Linked DNA regions of Mus musculus: regions 1, 2 and 3 are each linked to region 4. A link is a contact called in public Hi-C and promoter capture Hi-C data. All regions are on one chromosome and are shown on one strand. The core of a region is the stretch at or near the end of the contact, and the rest is flanking DNA. Distances in the headings are between cores, read along the strand shown.

The links. Promoter capture Hi-C pulls out the DNA fragments that hold promoters and counts their contacts. A called contact is a pair of places that touch in the nucleus more often than the background predicts.
Region 1: a contact with region 4 is called in a promoter capture Hi-C map of hippocampal neurons, with 6 times the contacts expected there. The contact joins the promoter of Ptx3 here to the promoter of Slc33a1 in region 4. A contact is called at or near these places in 3 of 39 promoter capture datasets (cranial neural crest, hippocampal neurons and liver) and 2 of 115 datasets of contacts at active chromatin or transcription factors (astrocytes and bone marrow-derived dendritic cells).
Region 2: a contact with region 4 is called in a Hi-C map of B cells, with 10 read pairs. The contact joins the enhancer-like site here to the promoter of Slc33a1 in region 4. A contact is called at or near these places in 5 of 39 promoter capture datasets (3T3-L1-derived adipocytes, the C10 cell line, liver and 1 more), 4 of 484 Hi-C or Micro-C datasets (B cells, CD4 T cells, CD8 T cells and 1 more) and 8 of 115 datasets of contacts at active chromatin or transcription factors (Th17 cells, bone marrow-derived dendritic cells, embryonic stem cells and 5 more).
Region 3: a contact with region 4 is called in a promoter capture Hi-C map of hematopoietic stem and progenitor cells, with 6 times the contacts expected there. The contact joins the enhancer-like site here to the promoter of Slc33a1 in region 4. A contact is called at or near these places in 7 of 39 promoter capture datasets (3T3-L1-derived adipocytes, the C10 cell line, hematopoietic stem and progenitor cells and 3 more) and 1 of 9 other capture datasets (adipose tissue).

What each region holds. Positions count from the first base shown.
Region 1 is chr3:66,218,092-66,222,518 of GRCm38.p6, forward strand. It overlaps Ptx3 (pentraxin related gene), which reads left to right and starts at 1,796. Exons shown (of 3, transcript NM_008987.3): 1 at 1,796-2,100; 2 at 2,559-2,960. The coding sequence starts at 1,971. All of the region lies in intron 4 of Veph1 (ventricular zone expressed PH domain-containing 1), which reads right to left.
Region 2 is chr3:65,972,930-65,977,119 of GRCm38.p6, forward strand. No RefSeq gene overlaps it. Among named protein-coding and RNA genes, the nearest start is that of Ccnl1, 17 kb to the left of the region's middle. Within about 2 kb of position 1,637, at least 437 of the 459 cell types and tissues checked have an H3K27ac peak or open chromatin away from gene starts, as enhancers often do. A contact at or near this core is called in 3T3-L1-derived adipocytes, B cells, CD8 T cells and 11 more, where this site is marked.
Region 3 is chr3:65,989,479-65,993,629 of GRCm38.p6, forward strand. It overlaps the pseudogene Gm19024. Among named protein-coding and RNA genes, the nearest start is that of Ccnl1, 33 kb to the left of the region's middle. Within about 2 kb of position 1,258, at least 35 of the 459 cell types and tissues checked have an H3K27ac peak or open chromatin away from gene starts, as enhancers often do. A contact at or near this core is called in 3T3-L1-derived adipocytes, adipose tissue, hematopoietic stem and progenitor cells and 1 more, where this site is marked.
Region 4 is chr3:63,961,740-63,966,131 of GRCm38.p6, forward strand. Slc33a1 (solute carrier family 33 (acetyl-CoA transporter), member 1) reads right to left here and starts at 2,994. Exons shown (of 6, transcript NM_015728.5): 1 at 1,677-2,994. The coding sequence starts at 2,451. It also overlaps a transcript of Gmps not described here.

The DNA.
Region 1 (4,427 bases), core at 546-3,045, 2.3 Mb after region 4:
TCTGTCTTCTGAAGTCCAGATCTAGCCATACCACTCATGGGCATATACTCAAAAAATGCTCCACCAAACTACAGAAACACCTGCTCTACTATGTTATAGCAGCCTTATTTGTAATAGTCAGAAACTAGAAACAACTCAGGTGTCCATCAACTGAAGAATGGATCAAGTGTGGTACATTTACACAATGCGATATTACTCAGCTATTAAAAACAAAGACATCGTGAAATTTGCAGGCAAATGGATGGAACTAGAAAAGATCATCCTGAGTGAGGTAACCCAGGCCCAGAAAGACACACATGGTATGTGCTCATTTGTAATTGGACATTAGCCATACAGTACAGGTAACTATGCTACAATCCACAGACATTGAAAGAACAGTAAGCATTTTTATCCAGTTCTTCCACATTGCTTTTTCAGACAGGGTCTCTCGTGGGCCTTAACTTGCCCAATAGGCTTAGCTGTTTAGCCAGGGATCCCAGAGGCTCTCTGTACTGGCATTAGGACCTCACAGCACCACATCAGGTTTCTTAATGTGGACTCTAGAAACTGAACTCGAGCCCACAGCCTTAGGAGAAAAGCACCTTACAAAGCTGTGGCTCCACACTGCCCTTTAAACAATATCGTATTGTCTCATATTGCCATCGCTTTCTGATGGCTTTAACGGTTTCAAACATACCCTGTCTTTAGCCGTGATCTCAAATAAGTGAAGCTCTTGAGCAGGGGCCTGATGCCTTTTGACTTTGTGTTGATTCATGCTTATGATGCCCTGTTCCCTCCGTGTCTAGCTATGTTTAACTGTGGATTCATTTTTATTGTGGTGGATGGTACATGCATGTGCATTCCAGATGCGTGAGGGCACTCAGGCCAGGAAAGCCACTCATGAGTCTCTGTCAGGAGCAGAGGAATTTACCTATGGAAATCCAAGAGGCAGCCTTCTGAGAGGCCTGGCCTGAGGGTAGTAGCCCTGCCATCATGATCAGGATGTGACTGGTAACCCTCCCCCTCCATCTCCTTTGTATATTGGAGACTTGTATCAGCTCAGGGGTATCCTCTGGGAGTGGTTCCCTCTAGATCTGTGTAGTTTTTTAGATCTTGCTTTATTTGGAGTTTATTCAAATGTTTTAATTTTTTATCACTATTATTATGACTTATCAACACCTATCTAGGTACTTTGCACTGGGGGAGGGGGCAGGTTTTACACACACACACACACACACACACACACACACACACACACAGTCACTAATGTAAATTTAAAACAGGACCTTGATAGGATATGTCAAGAATACCCAAGCACCTAAAGCCACTATATTCCCGCCCTCACTTTCCTGTTTTACTGGGTTTTGACCCAGCCATACTGTGTTTTTTAGTTGCTCCACCAGAGGAGTCAAGACTAGTTAGTCAAGATTGACTTCTAGAGTCATAAAAATTCTTAATGGGTTATTTTGGAGTCACGGAATCATTTTCTATAGCTTGGTCTTGAGAAAGTATCCAAAGGAAAAGTGAAAAAAAAAAGTTTTCCATAACTTCAGGGGTTGTGGAGTAATGAAAGCTCACACCAAATGCCAAAATGATAATTCGCCCTGTACCTCTGTGCTCCTCACCCCCCAAAGCGCTAGCACTTCAGGTTACAGCAACTAATCCTCAGGGGCACCAGAAAAGTCCAGCTTCCCTCCCCTTCTCCCCCTGACTCGCCTCTAATTAATCTGCCTGCAGTGTGGACCTCGGTGGTTTAACATTGTGCAACCTCTTCAGCTCCCTTGCCCTCCCACCCAACCCCCTCCCCCAAATCCAGGGGAACTCCCTCGCGCTGTGCCACCGACATTAGTCATTCATCCCGCTCATGCTTTGGAGCGTTTATTAAGGGCTTCACTCCTGCCTCACACTATCTCTCCCGGGCTCAAACTCGGATCACTGTAGAGTCTCGCTTCTTCCCCTGCGGCTGCGAAGCAAATTTCGCCTCTCCAGCAATGCACCTCCCTGCGATCCTGCTTTGTGCTCTCTGGTCTGCAGTAGTGGCTGAGACCTCGGATGACTACGAGCTCATGTATGTGAATTTGGACAACGAAATAGACAATGGACTTCATCCCACCGAGGACCGTAAGTTCATTTTTAACTCTCTCAGCGTATCAAAACTACATAACTCACTTTTTGGGGGGCGCGATTAACATAATTAACATAGATAGCCAATGAAGCAAGCTAAAATTATACTTTATTTGTGAAAGCAAGGACTGGGGGAAAAAAGGAAAGCAAGAAAGCAAGGACTATCTGAGAAAAGCCAGAGGTTTTAAATTATTTTTGTAACATTTATGATGAGTTAAGTTATACGAAATCTTTAACTGTTTTTAGCTATATTAATGGCATTTTCTCAGTTAGTTTAACATGTCCTATAAAGAATAGTCCTGTGTCATCTTTGAGTTTACACGCACGCTGTTTTCAGAGCTATCCTTAGAAGGAGAGCGGTTGCTGGGGACAGGCTGAAACTTGGAGTCACCAAGAGTGCAACCCATGGCCACCCAGGACAAGCTGATAACACTTGTGTGTGTCCTGCGTTCTAGCCACGCCATGCGACTGCCGCCAGGAGCACTCGGAGTGGGACAAGCTGTTCATCATGCTGGAGAACTCGCAGATGCGGGAGGGCATGCTGTTGCAGGCCACCGACGACGTCCTCCGTGGAGAGCTGCAGCGGCTGCGGGCAGAGCTGGGGCGGCTGGCGGGCGGCATGGCGAGGCCGTGCGCAGCCGGTGGCCCCGCAGACGCCAGGCTGGTGCGGGCGCTGGAGCCGCTGCTGCAGGAGAGCCGTGACGCGAGCCTCAGGCTGGCGCGCCTGGAGGACGCGGAGGCGCGGCGACCCGAGGCGACAGTGCCTGGCCTAGGCGCTGTGCTGGAGGAACTGCGGCGGACGCGCGCCGACCTGAGCGCCGTGCAGAGCTGGGTCGCCCGCCACTGGCTGCCCGCAGGTAAGCCCACGGTCGGCTCTGTCCCTAGAGGCAAGCTTTTGTGGGGACCCTCACACTCAGAGCCCCAGTACTTTTCATAGGCACACTCACAGAGCTCACACCACGCCAGGCAGGCTCATTGCCTTTTAAAAGTATTTCCAAGCCCGAGGAACCCAAAAGAAAAAAACGAGGATTTAAACCATCAGTCTGGAAGTTGACGTCAGAGGTTCCTGATACCGGATCCGACCAGATATTGAAGGAGTCCATTGGCAGGTGTTTAACAGTGACCCTCCTCGCTGCCCCGAGTCCCTCCGTTAGGGATTTCCAAGTCTTCTAATTTTATCCCGTCACTTTCTTTAGGCCAGCTCCTGTTTCCTCCGACTATTTCAGGGCCCTGGCTAACTTCAGCGACTTTCCCAGCCCCTTGGCCGACTCCTCCCCCTCTGCTCCTTCTGAGTTGACTGGAGCCTAATTGGATCTCCTGCAGACTCAGCAGAATCCCTTCAGGGTTCCCTCATCCCAGTTTAGTTCCACAGTGAAGGTCAAGGGGGGCATGCTTTATAAAGTCAGGCGCAGGAGTCAGAGGGAGTAGATGACGGCTTTATCCAGTCCCCCAGGACCACACAAGAAAGGGACTATTCAGACTGTGCAACTTGTCAAAGCCCCACATGAACTCCATAAAACTCCCAACTGATGAGGGCCCCTTTGGTATACTCTTAAAAGCTAACAAAACAGGAAGAACATTGGAGCCTAGTAATTCGGGTTCTTAAGTCAAATTTCTGACGGGAGCAGTGATGTTTTGTTGTAGATTATTCTAGAAAATTAGTGCCCTATGCAGACAAATAGCCCTGGTACTCCTCATGAGTCTCAGAAACAATGACAAGCAATACCACCCTATGCCATATTTCCAATGAAATGAAGCTTATTGGATGGGGTAGGAGGAAGGACACTCCAGAGCACAGTTCATTCCTTTATAGAAACTATCCTACAATCAGTCCCTCCTATCTACTTGAGCTATAGGGGTCATGCCCTTAAGTTCAAAGCACAATTCTTCAGACAAAAAGCATAAATCAACCCTAAAGCAAACCCTCTATGTGATAACTTTGTGACAATTTTAAATGCATGGATTTTTTTGTTTGTTTGTTTTGCAAGCTCTGTAGAGTCATGCACATATAATGTGCCCCTTAAAGGAAGAATTACTTTGTCTCCTCATCTGTTAGAAAATGTATACATTTCCGAATTCTAAACTGTTGTTGGTGCTTACTAGCCAATCATACTTGCACCTACAGTCTTTGACTGGTCCTCTCTTTCTCTCCTGCCAACTTGGTCCCCAGAGGACACCTAATTATGTTGTGGTCTGCCTCCTAAGAACCTGGTTTTCATTTTGCTTGGTCTCTGATAATATAATTACAAAGACTTATTAGTTGAAAGCCACTTCATGAGAGAGTTCCTGACATTTCAAAGACGTCTCAAGGGCCTCCTTCACTG
Region 2 (4,190 bases), core at 387-2,886, 2.0 Mb after region 4:
CTGGGTTCAAAGCACAACCTAGTGCTTTAAGAATATAACCTAGCCTCTACAAAGGCCTGCACTTACCTTGAAGCCTACAAGGACCATCTTTTCTAAAAATTCCCAAAGCCTCTAAACAACTGATCTAGTTAAGAGATATGCTTAATTGCTGTATGTGTTGATCTAGAGATCTGTCCATCAAAGAAAGGAGTGGAGCTGGCTTCTTTACTCTTCCTTAATTAGTCCATGTTACATGTAAATTATTTATTACAGATTTGACAAGCTGACTCCTTTCATCTTTCCTCCGTTGGTTGAGCGTATGGAATGAGAATGTAGAAATTTTTAAAAGATTCTGTTAATAGGGTTAATTAAAAAAATTTTGGTTGTTCAGTTTTAACTTTGCAAAATAAGAGATTTACTTTTGACACGGCAGTCACTGACTTGGGTAGTAACATGGGCTGTTTCTAAAATATTTTTCCTGATTCTCACCCCCCCCCCCCCCAAAATCTTTTTTGTGACAGCAACTAGGCTAACATTGCAGCTTAGGAAGGACTGTGACATCATACTGAACAATACTCATTTTGTAACTAAAGGAAAAGACTTCCTGAAAACACATCAGAGGGTACTTTGCAAGAAATTTTAGTTGGACTTAGTTGTAAACACTGTAACATTGACCTCACTGGAGAGAAAAGTCCTGCATTGGTGATGGCTATTTTGTTTCTGTCTAGTGGCATACATACTTCAGAAACAGATGTTGCTCATCTACTGCTCCTCCAAACCATCACAAACAAGATTTTTTTTTCTACCAGTCAATAAACAATTTAGAGGTGTTTACATTCCTAAGTTTTTCAGCTACTTTAGAAATGAGTACATTGGAATACGAACAAAATTGCTTTTGGTAGTTCACACTGTTTTCATGTGTATCTTTGGATTCTCAGAAGCAACCAAGTTTCTAGTTACAGTGTTCCCGGAGATCAGTGGAGTGCTGGCTGGATTACTATTTTGTATTTAGATAAAAGGACAGTTTACACCTAAATTTTAAGATTTCAGTCGAGTGGTGATGGCTCAAGCCTTTAAATCCCAGCACTTGGGAGACAGAGGCATGCTAGATCTCTGAGTTTCAGCCACCCTGGTCTACAGAGCCCCAGAGCATCCAGAAATAGAAACACCCTGTCTTGAAAAGAGAAAAAAAAATAAATAAATATAATTGTAGGTACTGTAGTGACTCGTTTATAATGCCAATTTTACTATAGGTAGTCAGCGTGGCTCGGCTTTAAACTTAAAACCTCGACACCTAGACGTCAGCCTATAGTATTGGTAAAGCATGCTATTTTCTAGTGTGTTGTGTGGGATTTGCGGACACTCAGTCCCAACGTGGACTGTGGGAGAGAAAGCTGTTTCTGCTCTCCAGTAAAGCGTTTGGGAACATTCAAAATGCCAAGGCCATGACATCACATGTTCTTTATCTTCTTGATAGGAAAGCTGGTAAATGTTCTGGGGCAAGTGAATTTTGTAAACAGGTCATTACGAAGATATTAACAAGGTTTACGGGAGCCTGGTAAGACCTTCGTCACCACAACTCAATAGGGCACTGGAGAGATCAGGACTGGACAGCCGCACTGTGCCCCAGGGAACTGGGGGAGGCAGGGCAACTCCTTCCCCCCCACCTCCACCCAACTCGCTGACCACGTGGTACCGCAGAGCGGCAGACAAGCGACGTTAGTGTCCCCTGCCCCAGCTAGGAAAAGCCGCGGCTTTTCCGCCAGAGAGCATACGCTGGGACTAACAAGTTTCGGGTTGGGACTCATCCAGCCCCGAGGAGTGTCCACTGATCAGTTTCTGGGAAAGCCAGCAGGGAGCCGCGCTGGGCGGGGGAGAGAACCGGGTGGAGCGGAAGTGCACAAACCGGAAGCCGTCATCTAGCCCCGCCCACCCGCTCGCGCGGCGCCCTCCTCCCATCCTGTGGGCGTGTCTAACTCGCTCTCTGGCTTCTGTCCCTGCGAGCGCTGACGCTGCTCCTCTTCTGGTCCCCGCAGCGCCAGCCTCCTGTGACGCCAATAGCCGAGTCCTTATCCAGTCTGGCCGTGGGCCTCGGGGGTGGGCTGAGTGACCAGTTGCTTCTCCTGTGCCTTGGCCTCCAAGCACTTAAATTGAACAGTTTTTAGAGTTTCTTCAAACTTTAAATGTACCCATTTCTTGTGTGAAACTATTATTAATCCCCTCCCAAGCTGGGGGCTTCCGTTGAAAGGAAACAACAAGAAAATAGGTCAATTAGATGTATTTGGAAACGTTGAGCTGTATTTATGCCTTCCCTCTAAACTGGAGAGAGCGTGGAGGCTTTCTGTAAGAAGGCTGGGATAAGACACCTTAGCCTAGCTTGAAAAGATTAATGTAATTTTTAATTTTCTTTTGGATTGTCCTATCCAAGTATTGCGTCTTGAAAGGCTGGACATGAAAAGCAGCTGAGTTTTAGAGAATAGTTAATTGTCTTAAAAAGGCCAGAAGGCTAATTTAAGTGAACAAAAGCCACCGCCTTCAGGCCAACTTGAATAAGGCGCCTTTAAATAAGCGGTGTCTGAGTGTGCCCCACCCCCACCCAGGCTCTGCCTGCTTTTGTCTTTTTTCTCTTTACTACTGTTATTAGTTCACTTCCTAAATTCCCTTTTGTCTCGACTCCCCTCCCTATTGCCACTTCCTTTGTTTTGTTTTCAACACTATCAGATCTTTGGCTGCTTTCCTGATGATTGAGCTGTCCTTTTTATCCTGCCCTTTAAATCCCCACAAACCTAAATTGCAGGGTTAAAGAAAACATGTTCATAAGGGTGTCAAAAGACAAAGAATTTTCATATAGTTGTTTTGTGTATAAGTCTAGAATTGGGCAACATTTCATCTATAAAATGGGTGTTCTGATAGACGGAGGCAGAATAAGTTAGTTTTATGAAGAATGGAGTGCTGATGACCCGTGAAAGAGCAAACCGATTAGACATTTCACAGTGACTGTTCTTGTAAGGCAGGAGTGGAATTCTGACAGTTGACAAAAACAAGCAGACAAAACCCCCAAACCTAATTGGTTAACATTATTTTACTTCAGGTCGCCTTTAGTGTTAGAATAGAGAGAACTGACTGGTTCCTGTTGAGACCGACCAGTCAGGAACTTGCTCCAGACTCTTGGGAAGATCAGTTTAGATTTGGAGATGTGGAATTGATGTAACTGATTCCATTTTTATATTCAGTTGGTTGTATTCTGGCCTAGTACAGGCCATTTAAAAATTATTCTCTTATACTGTACAGAACAGTTTCCCCTCTCTCCGCTTCTCCCAGTCTCCCCTCTCCCCTAGATCCATTGCTTCTGTTTCCCTTGAGAAAAAAAGCAGGCCTCCCAGGGATATCAACAGAACTTGGCATAACAAGTTACACACAAGTTGCAATAAGACTGGGCACAGACCCTCAGATCACAGCTAGAGGAGGAATTCCACTAGGAGAAGGGTCCTAAGGGCCGACAAGAGTCAGGGACAGTCCCACTCCCGCTGTTAACAATCATAACATTTATACAGAGGACCTAACTCAGACCCATACAGGCTTCCTGATTGTCGCTCCAGTCTCTGAGCCTCAACAAGCCCTGTTTAGTTGATCTGTGGGCTGTGTTCTCATGGTGTCCTTGACCCCTCTGGGGCCTACAATCCTTCCTCCTCTTCCTCAGGGCTCTCTGAGCTCCCACAGGCCACTGTTTTTTGAGGAGGGTTTTTTTTTTGTTGTTGTTGTTGTTGCTGTTGTTGTTTTGAGCAGGGACAAAAAGTTCACATGCATATGGAGGCTGGGGCTTTAGCTCAGTTAAGGCCTCCCTTAACATGGGTGAAGCCTTTGACAGAGATGCTTCCCACTTTCTACTGTGGATGTTCGGTGAAAGGAGAGTGCCTGGGTGGATGGAGAGGGAGAGGTGGGCCAGCTTGGAATGGGAAGTGGGGATTCTAAGTGTAAATTACTTAGAATCTAGAACAGGAGAAAGTCCAGCGGGATGAACAGTGGTTTGAAATGTTAGAAAACGGAATTCCAAATTAAAAACAGTTATTGTGGGAAACACACGTTTGTGATGTGTTTCCTCCAGGGATTTAAATCAAGTTGCAACTCGAGCTACCTCAGAAGTAATTAACAGCACTTGTGTGACAACCTGAGTTTGATCCTGGACCCCATATGGTGGAAGGGGAAAACGG
Region 3 (4,151 bases), core at 8-2,507, 2.0 Mb after region 4:
TGTCCATCAGATGTCTAGTAATGGTGAACGTCTTCATATCAGTGTCCCCAGTAATGGTGAAACTGATGAGAGCCCTTTTCACTTCCAGCTTTGACTTAGTGGGAGTTTTCATAGAAGTTATGTTTCAGCAGTAAACTCATTATTTGGAGTAGAAAGTTGCTGCCAGGGTCTGGAGAGATGGCTCAGCAGTTAAGAGCACTGGCTGCTCTTCCAGAGGTCCTGAGTTCAATTCCCAGCAACCACATGGTGGCTCACAACCATCTGTAATGCAGTCCTTTGCCCTCTTCTGGAATGTATGAAGACAGATCACTCATATGCATATAAATAAATAAATAAATAAATATTTTTAAAAAAGAAAGCTTCTGGCAATGTTTTTTAGATTTTATTTATTTTACATGTATGTGTACACTGTAGCTGTCTTCAGACACGCCAGAAGAGCGCATCGGTCCCATTACAGGTGGTTGTGAGCAGCCATGTGGTTGCCAGGAATTAAACTCAGGACCTCTAGAAGAGCAGTCAGTGCTCTTAACCATTAAGCCATTTCTCTAGCCCCAGTTGTTGGCAATTATAAATATACTAGCTACAACATGTTTATAATTTCTAAGAAATTTAATGTTGCCACAATATTTAAAAAATATAGTCCCCATTTAATTTTTTTCCACCGGCCTCCAAAAGTATAGTATTAAAAGATTTAGACTCAAGAGTCTATCAAGGGTCAAATATGATCTTGTTTCTCAAAGATGCCTAGTTTAGCTGGGCATGGTGGTGTAGACCTTTGTTTAACCCTAGCACTCAGGAGGCAAAGGCAGGAGGATCTTTGTGAGTAGAGACCAACCTGATCTACTTAGTGAATTCCAGGATATATATATCTACTATGTAGATATATATTACTATGTAGAAAGACCCTATCTCAAATGAAAATCAAAACAAAAGAAAAACAAACAAACAAACAAACAAACAAAAACACAAAATTTAAAAAACTAATGAATCTATCACTAACACACATCTATAATTTCTAAGAGGATCATAATATCCATTGTAAGGTTGTAGCAACAAGCAGAATTTGCAGCTGCCTTTTGTTCCGTTCCGTTCCTCCCTGGCAATCCCTCTGTCAACAGCCTCCTTTCATCCTTATAGAACTGTGAGTACTGTGCCTCACTGAGTAGCTCCACTAGTCTCCTCCACTCTTTCCCTCCCTCCTAGATTAGAGACCTGTGCTCTGGAAGCCAGGTCTTCCATAATGAGTTACTTCCTAATTTCTGCATAAAACATCCTGCCGTAGCTTCTTGCAAAAGCCCCAGTGTTTCTGTATGTGGCTGTACCGAGGCTGTACAGGGCACAGTATTCATTTATAACTTTTCCTTTCCTTTTAGGTTGGGGTAGGGCAGAAATTAAAGCTTGTGTTCAACTCTTTATCTTGTTATTAATCAGTTTTTGTTTGTTTGTGTGTGAGTGTTTTTGAGATGGGGTTTCTCTGTGTAGCCTTAGCTATCCTAGAACTCACTCTATAGATCAGGCTGGCCTTGAACTCAGAGATCCTCCTGCCTCTGCCTCCCAAGTCCTGGGATTAAAGACATGTACCACCACCGTCTGGCTCAGTATTTTTCTTTAGAGGCACCATAAGTGTATTAAATAAGTCTTATTTTTTCATGTAAATAAATGCTCCGCTGGTTAAGACAACTTAGTATGTAACATACTCGCACCATCTAGTGGCCAATATGAATTTAGCATCACTGGCTTTGAATCAGACAGAAGTCTAAACTTGGAAGAACTAGAAAACATTGTTATCTATGTTTGTGGTGTCTCTGTGAACAATCTTCCCAAGTAGAAGAGTATCATGAGACATAAGTGTGGTGTCACCAGCCTGTTAAACCAGCACTAGGAGATGGAGGCAGGAGAATGCCAAGCAAGTTCCAGGTCAACATGGGCTATATAGTGAGACTGTTTCTAAATCCCAACCCCCAACCAAATCCAATCTCATTGGGTAGCCCAGGCCTTTATTCCCAGCACTTGTGATGCAGCAGAGGCAGGGGGAATCTCTAAGTTGGAAGCCAGCCTGGTTTACAGAGTGAGTTCTAGGACAAACAGGGCTACACAGAGAAACCCCATCTCTCTCTCTCTCTCTCTCTCTCTCTCTCTCTCCCTCCCTCCCTCTCTCTCTCTCTTAAAGAATCATCTCTACTCTGTGACATCTACACTTTCATTTATTTTAGCATCTATTTAATTTTATCTTTTGTTTTGAGGCAAAGTCTTTATGTGCATGTAGTTCAGGTTAGCCTGAAATTTGCCACCCATGTGCCTCTTGCATGTTGGGATGACAAGCCCATGACACTGTGGCTAGCTTCATTTAACTCAGTGGCTATCTGAAAAATATTCCTGTGAGACAGAAGATTATCTTATTATTCTTTTGTGTGGGGAAAGGCAAGCCTCTTCTTCCTTCACAACTGCCTTGTCACTGAAGGAGGATTGTAGTGTGTTCCTGCTTCCTTTGAACTGTGTTGTTTCAGTAGTCCAGAGCCGACCTTTCCTAGGAATGAACCAAAGGGAAATTGGCAGATATGATTAAATTGCTGGACCCAATAAAATGAGAGCGGCTCAAACGTAGCCACAGCTGAGACAAGTCGTTAGGGAATAGCACTGCTGGGTTATTAAGACTCCACGTGACCCAAGTCTCAGTCATTCAGCTTAATTTATTATTTAATTAATTTAATAATAAAAATTTATTTTTATTTTGTTTTATGTGTATAAGTACTTTGCCTACACGTATGTCGGTGCATCATGTGCGTGCCTGGGGCCCGAAGAAGCCAGAGGAGGGTATCAAATGCCCTTGGACAAAAAGTTACAAGTGGCTGCCAGCCACAATGTGGATGCTAAGATTCAAACCTCCATTCTCGAGATAAGTGCTCTGAACTGCTGAGCTATCTCTCCAGCCCCAGCCATTTAGTAAGAAAGCAAAGAAAAACAAAACAAAACCCCAAAAGAATCTAAAGATTTCAGACAGACATTTAAAACGCTTTTCTCTTCACAGGACTCCAAACAGATTTTGTTGGTAGCTGTAGAACCTGCTGTGAATATTTCTGTCTCAGCCCAGCCAACTCCCTGAGAGTCCCCACAGTGTCGAAATATCATGCCGTGTGTGAATCACGAGGGCTTGGGCCAAGTGTAAACCGATTAAGGTTTTAAATAGACAAAATTCGAGCTATGACCTGCTACATAACTTAAGTGTTATCTAGTAAGTAGCCATTAGTCCTCAGAATGATTTTGGTGTCTTCTTTTTCTTTTGTTTAAAGGTTAATTTGCCAACTGTCTTTGAGTCATGAATAAGATGGTTGTCCCCACTCTTGAGTAAAGTGGAATTGAAATATTTTTCACCACAGAAAGCCCTTAACAGCTTGAGATGTGCATAATCCCAGCTTTTGTTCGGGGAGCATCTGCTCATATAACCGACTAACAGAACATCTTGTAGCACCAGTAGATATTTTGCTATAGGGTATGTGTCTAGTAAATTAACGTAAATAGTCCATGAACACAATTCTGCACATTGGTGAACACAGCTTTAAAGAGCAAGCTGCAGTCTCAAGAGCTTGAAGTGCATGAGAAACATGCCAGTTAGCTGCACACTGTGGACAGCAGGTTAGTGTGACAGCAACCGTGATGGAGTGAGAGCAGAAGCCAACACACACAATACCAGGCCACTCTGACTCATCCCATCTTTTCAACAATATAATGACAGAGGAGAGAGATGCTGCTCTGATTACATTTTTTTTTCCTCTGTGTAGCCCTGGCTGTCCTAGAAATCGCTCTGTAGGCCAGGCTGGCCTAGAACTCACAGAGATCTGCCTGACTCTGCCTCTCAAGTATTGGGATTTAAGGTGTGTGCCACCACTGCCCAGTGATACTGTTCAACTTTGAGGCATGAAGCAGTTAAATTGCATGCTCACCAAAGAGATACTGACCACATTGTTGGGATTAGGCTGTGTCTGCTCCAAATTACTCCATATTGTGTAAAATTGTTTTTTTTTTGTTTTATGTTTATTTGTTTGTTTAGTTTTGTTTTTGGACTTGCCTTGCTTTGAGAGACTCCATTCTACAAGGAGTGCTTGAGCCCATTTTTGAGGGAGAAGGATGACTGCAGCCTCAGAAACACGTGT
Region 4 (4,392 bases), core at 1,744-4,243:
AAACGTCTGCAAGAGCAACAAGACCTTTTATCAGCAGAACCATCCTCAAACCCTTGGCTGTTTTCTTTGTTTCAAGTTACGGTTTCCAATACACAGATTTTCTAGATACTGTTTTTATCTTCTCTTTAACTACCTAGGCAACGATATTTCCTTATGATTCCACATTCTTTAAATTCCTCAGAACCACTAGGTAGTTAAACTGGGCATGGTGGTGTACATAATTAACTATATGTGTCCTTAGGGAATAGAAGTCTAAGACCAGTCTAGACTCTTGTTGAAAACTAGGGGCTAGACAAAGGTCAATAATAGATTCCTAGCACTGAGAGAGGAAAAAAAGGAAAAAGTCCCACTGGTTAATAATGGGATTGAGACTTAGCACAGTAGAAGATGGCTTCCCTTTTATGTAGAAGTACTAGGTTCATTTCCCAGAACCAGGAACACACAAACAGAAACAGAATACACAGAATATAGTTATGTTATTACCAAATTACAGAAACCTCAAAACTAGTAATGTGGTTATGTGTAAGCATTAAAATTAAAAACTCTTTAACTTAAAATGTTTTAGACTAAATCATAAGTCAACTATGGATAGAAATTAATTAAAGTAAGCTATTTTAGAATCTTCTGGAGAACAAAGTTCAAATTCCAGTTATACCAAAAATAAATAAATAAAAAGAAAAAAAAATCACACCAGCTTACATAAAGGTTTAACTAATAATAAAGTCAACTGTTATCTCTACCATGGTCACTGGCCGGCTATTCTGGGCCTCAGCAATGTTCATCTCTACTGTTCCTAGTTTGCACAGACAGTCTTTATTTGCAGTAGGTCCTCAGAATCCTGCCACTTAGCCAATTCCAGAATGCTTATATTAAATACTCTTCCCATTCAGTAGATGGGTAAATGGGGACTACTTGTGAAATAAAGGTGGAAAAAGATTGAAAAGCAAGAAAACATTCACCAAAACACAAAAGAAAAAATGTGAACCATATGACCCACATTTTAAAATGTATACTTCTGTGTCAGGCAAATGTCCATGGATCTTTAATTCAGAAATTTTGTGATTCTATCGGTTGCTTTTTTCCTATTCACTAAAGAGTACTGATCAATATGACTGTGTTAATAGGCTGACATAAGGAATACTTGAAAGAAGCACACTTTAATAAAACAGAAAACATACTTAGGTATCTATCATATAAGTTCCCAGTAAAATTTAAAAAGCCAGCTGTAGTGGCACATGCTTGTAATATTAGCACTCGGGAGGGTGAAGCAGGACTGTGTCTCAAGCTGGATATATAGAGCCTTTTAAAAATCCTGTAAACAGAATTCAGAAAAAATTCAAAAGCAAGCAGAAGGACAAACATCAAATGGTTTCTCTTCTAGAAAGAATCTGGAAGGAAAAGAAAAATGTGTGTGTGAACTGTTTAAAGGAAGACGACTAGGAGGTAGATGTAGAGAACAAGGCTGTGTTATGGAAGTGATTGTGAGCAAAGTATGAAAATCTCATAATGGAATCCAATATTGTGTTAATTTGAAAGGGAAATGAAGTAAAATATCTTGTGCATCATTAAAAGTAAAAAATGTATGCAAACAAATGAGAGCTCCCATCTGATGTTTCATCAAAAGCATTCATAAGCATAAAATAAACCTAACAGTATAATAGTTTTAAGTACACTACCTGAAAGGGTAACGATTCCCCTGGGTTGAGGCTGAAACCGCAAGTATTTGTTACAAAAGTCAGCAGATTCAAGAGCCAAAAATAAAACATTGCCCAAAAAGTAGCCAGCTGTTTGGCCCACAGAATTGCATGTCGAAGCATAGCCCACGTTTTCCCGGGATAACATAGTTAATGCCCAACCATCCACAGCGATGTCCTGTGTGGCAGCCAGGAATTCAAACAAGAAGAATGTCACAGTGAGAGCAACTACATCCGGTGTTCTGCCATCAATATTTCCGAGCAAACGGTCCACTTGAGTGGATAAATATATCATGAAGATTCCTAGTGTATACTGAGTAGGGACAAGCCAGGACTTGCGACGACCAAAGTTCTTAAAGTAGACGGCATCAACCAAGGGAGCCCAGAGCAACTTAAGACTGAATGGCCAGAAGACAAAACTGAAGAAAGCCTGATCTGTATAGCTAACATTTTTGCTTTGCAAAATGAGGGGGATGCTCCCCGCCAGGCCTAAGGGAATGCCCTGAAGCACGTAAAGAAAGAGTAGTAACAAAATGCTACTTAGTTCGGATCTATAGCTCCGCGGGGCTTTAGGTAAGTCACCAGGGCCGGCATCACCTAGAAGAACTTCCCGGTCCCCCTCCCCGCCCACCGAGTCTCGGCGACTGTCATCCCAGCCGCCCGGTGGCAGCGGGCCACTCTTCATATCCAGAGCGTGGCTAAACATGCCTGACCGCCGCTGCCGACTGCTGTCCTTGTGGGAGATGGTCGGTGACATATCAGAGACGACGCAGAGCCCGGTGTGTGGGGGCCTGAGGCTGGCGTTTTGATCAGTCTAGTCCCAGGTCCAAGGCAGTCTCTCTGGACCCGGGTCACGGTGGTTCAACGCCGGGAGGGCGGACGCGGAGAGACTGGTCGCTGTTTTGCAGCAGGGAGCCAGATCCCTGGCAGGTGGCCCAGGCGAAGCCTGGGTCGCTGCCCACAGGAGCGACTTCAGGGAGCCGGCAAGAGCTCCCCGTGCAGCCGCACCCGGCTTGAGGCTGGCGGAGCGTGCCGTGGCGCTGCGACGGAGTCTGGCTCTTAACTGCAGCGGGGACTCGAACGCTCTCTTGCCCGTCCACCAGCTGACACTGCAGCGGGCACCCTCCTCAGTAGACACCAGAGGTAAAGGATAACTTCCTGCCTCGCGCTTCGGGAAGTGGTTCCCTGCCAAAATGGGTTCCGTGCCTCCCGACGGAGCCAGCGAATCAGAACAAGTTCCGGTGGCGGCGACCGCGAGCAACGTTTGCTAGGAACCATTAATTCCCTCGATTCTAACCCCGAGGGAGGAATAACGCCAGCGTACCGAGCGTCCAGGACGGAACGTCTTAACAAACCCGGTTCCGTTTGCGCATGCGCTTGCATGGAACTCGTGTGCCTCGGCCATTGGGCCCTCGTCGCCACGTGAGCGCGGGTTTTCTGGATTGGCCTAGGCCTTGGTGATAACATTGCACAAGGTCTGTAGGCGAGTTTGTACTTATTTAATTCAGTACATAACTTCCAGGCTTGTAGTTGGGTAATAATGCTGCTTTGTGAACCTGCAGTTACTAAGCTTTGGTGTCAGGTTGTGGGTCCTTTATGCCCGACTAAATGGAAACACTCCTACCTAATACACAGAACGAATAAGGCTGTCCATTTCCCCCAATGTCAAGGAAGAAATGTAGGGGAACGCTAGATACACAGAGTGAAGGAGGTAAATTTCAGTCTGCTGCATCTTATTTTTTTGCCAATGGAAACGTCTCGAAACCACCTTTCTCCTTTCATGTCATCCATGGTTATGCATTTTAAGTGCATAACGACGCACTTCTTCGAGTTTTGGTGAATCGTTGGAAGCTCTTAGAGCTTGAAATGTTGAGATACTAGATTTAGTATTTCAGTGATAACAAAGAAATAAGTTTTCCAAGAATTTTATTGGATTCATAATTGGCCAGTTTTTCAAATGCCATTTCAAGTGTAATAGTACATGCTTTCTTCATTAAAAACAAAAACAAACCATAAATTCCCTTGTGGATTTGCTGCCTTCCCACTTTTCTGATTTCTACAGCTTATTAACCACTTAGCTAATTTCCCATGTTCTCTTCTCATTTCTCCCTGGGTCCTTCCTTTTCCTCTCCTCCCCCTTCTCTCCAGCTCTTGTATGGTCATAGAAATGTGAGACTTTGCTTATTATTATTATTATTATTATTATTATTATTCGTCTTTCATTTTCATTGTATTGATACTGAGTCCTGGGTTACATAAGCTAGCATATGTACCCAGGCTGGTCTCAAACTTATGGCCATACTCCTGCCTTAACTTCTAGAGTCCTAGGATTCTATACATGAGCCACCACACCTAGTCTGATATACTTCAATGAAAGAACACAGTGACCATGAAGTCTTCTAATCTTTGTTAAAGAGAGGAACAGAGTTGGTTGTGGTGGTGCATGCTTGTAATCCAGACTAGTCTATAAAACGAGTTCCTGGCCATCCATGGATATATAGCAAGTCTCTGTCTCAAAAATTGGAGTGGAAAACAGTTTATAGTGTTATCTATGTGAGACCAAAAGTCTCTATTTTTTTCAACAGGATCTTACTGTATGGTCCTTACTGGCATGAAACTCACTCTGTAGACCGGGCTGGACTTGATCTTACAGAGATCCACCTGCCTCTTACTCCTGAACGCTGAGATTAAGGGATGG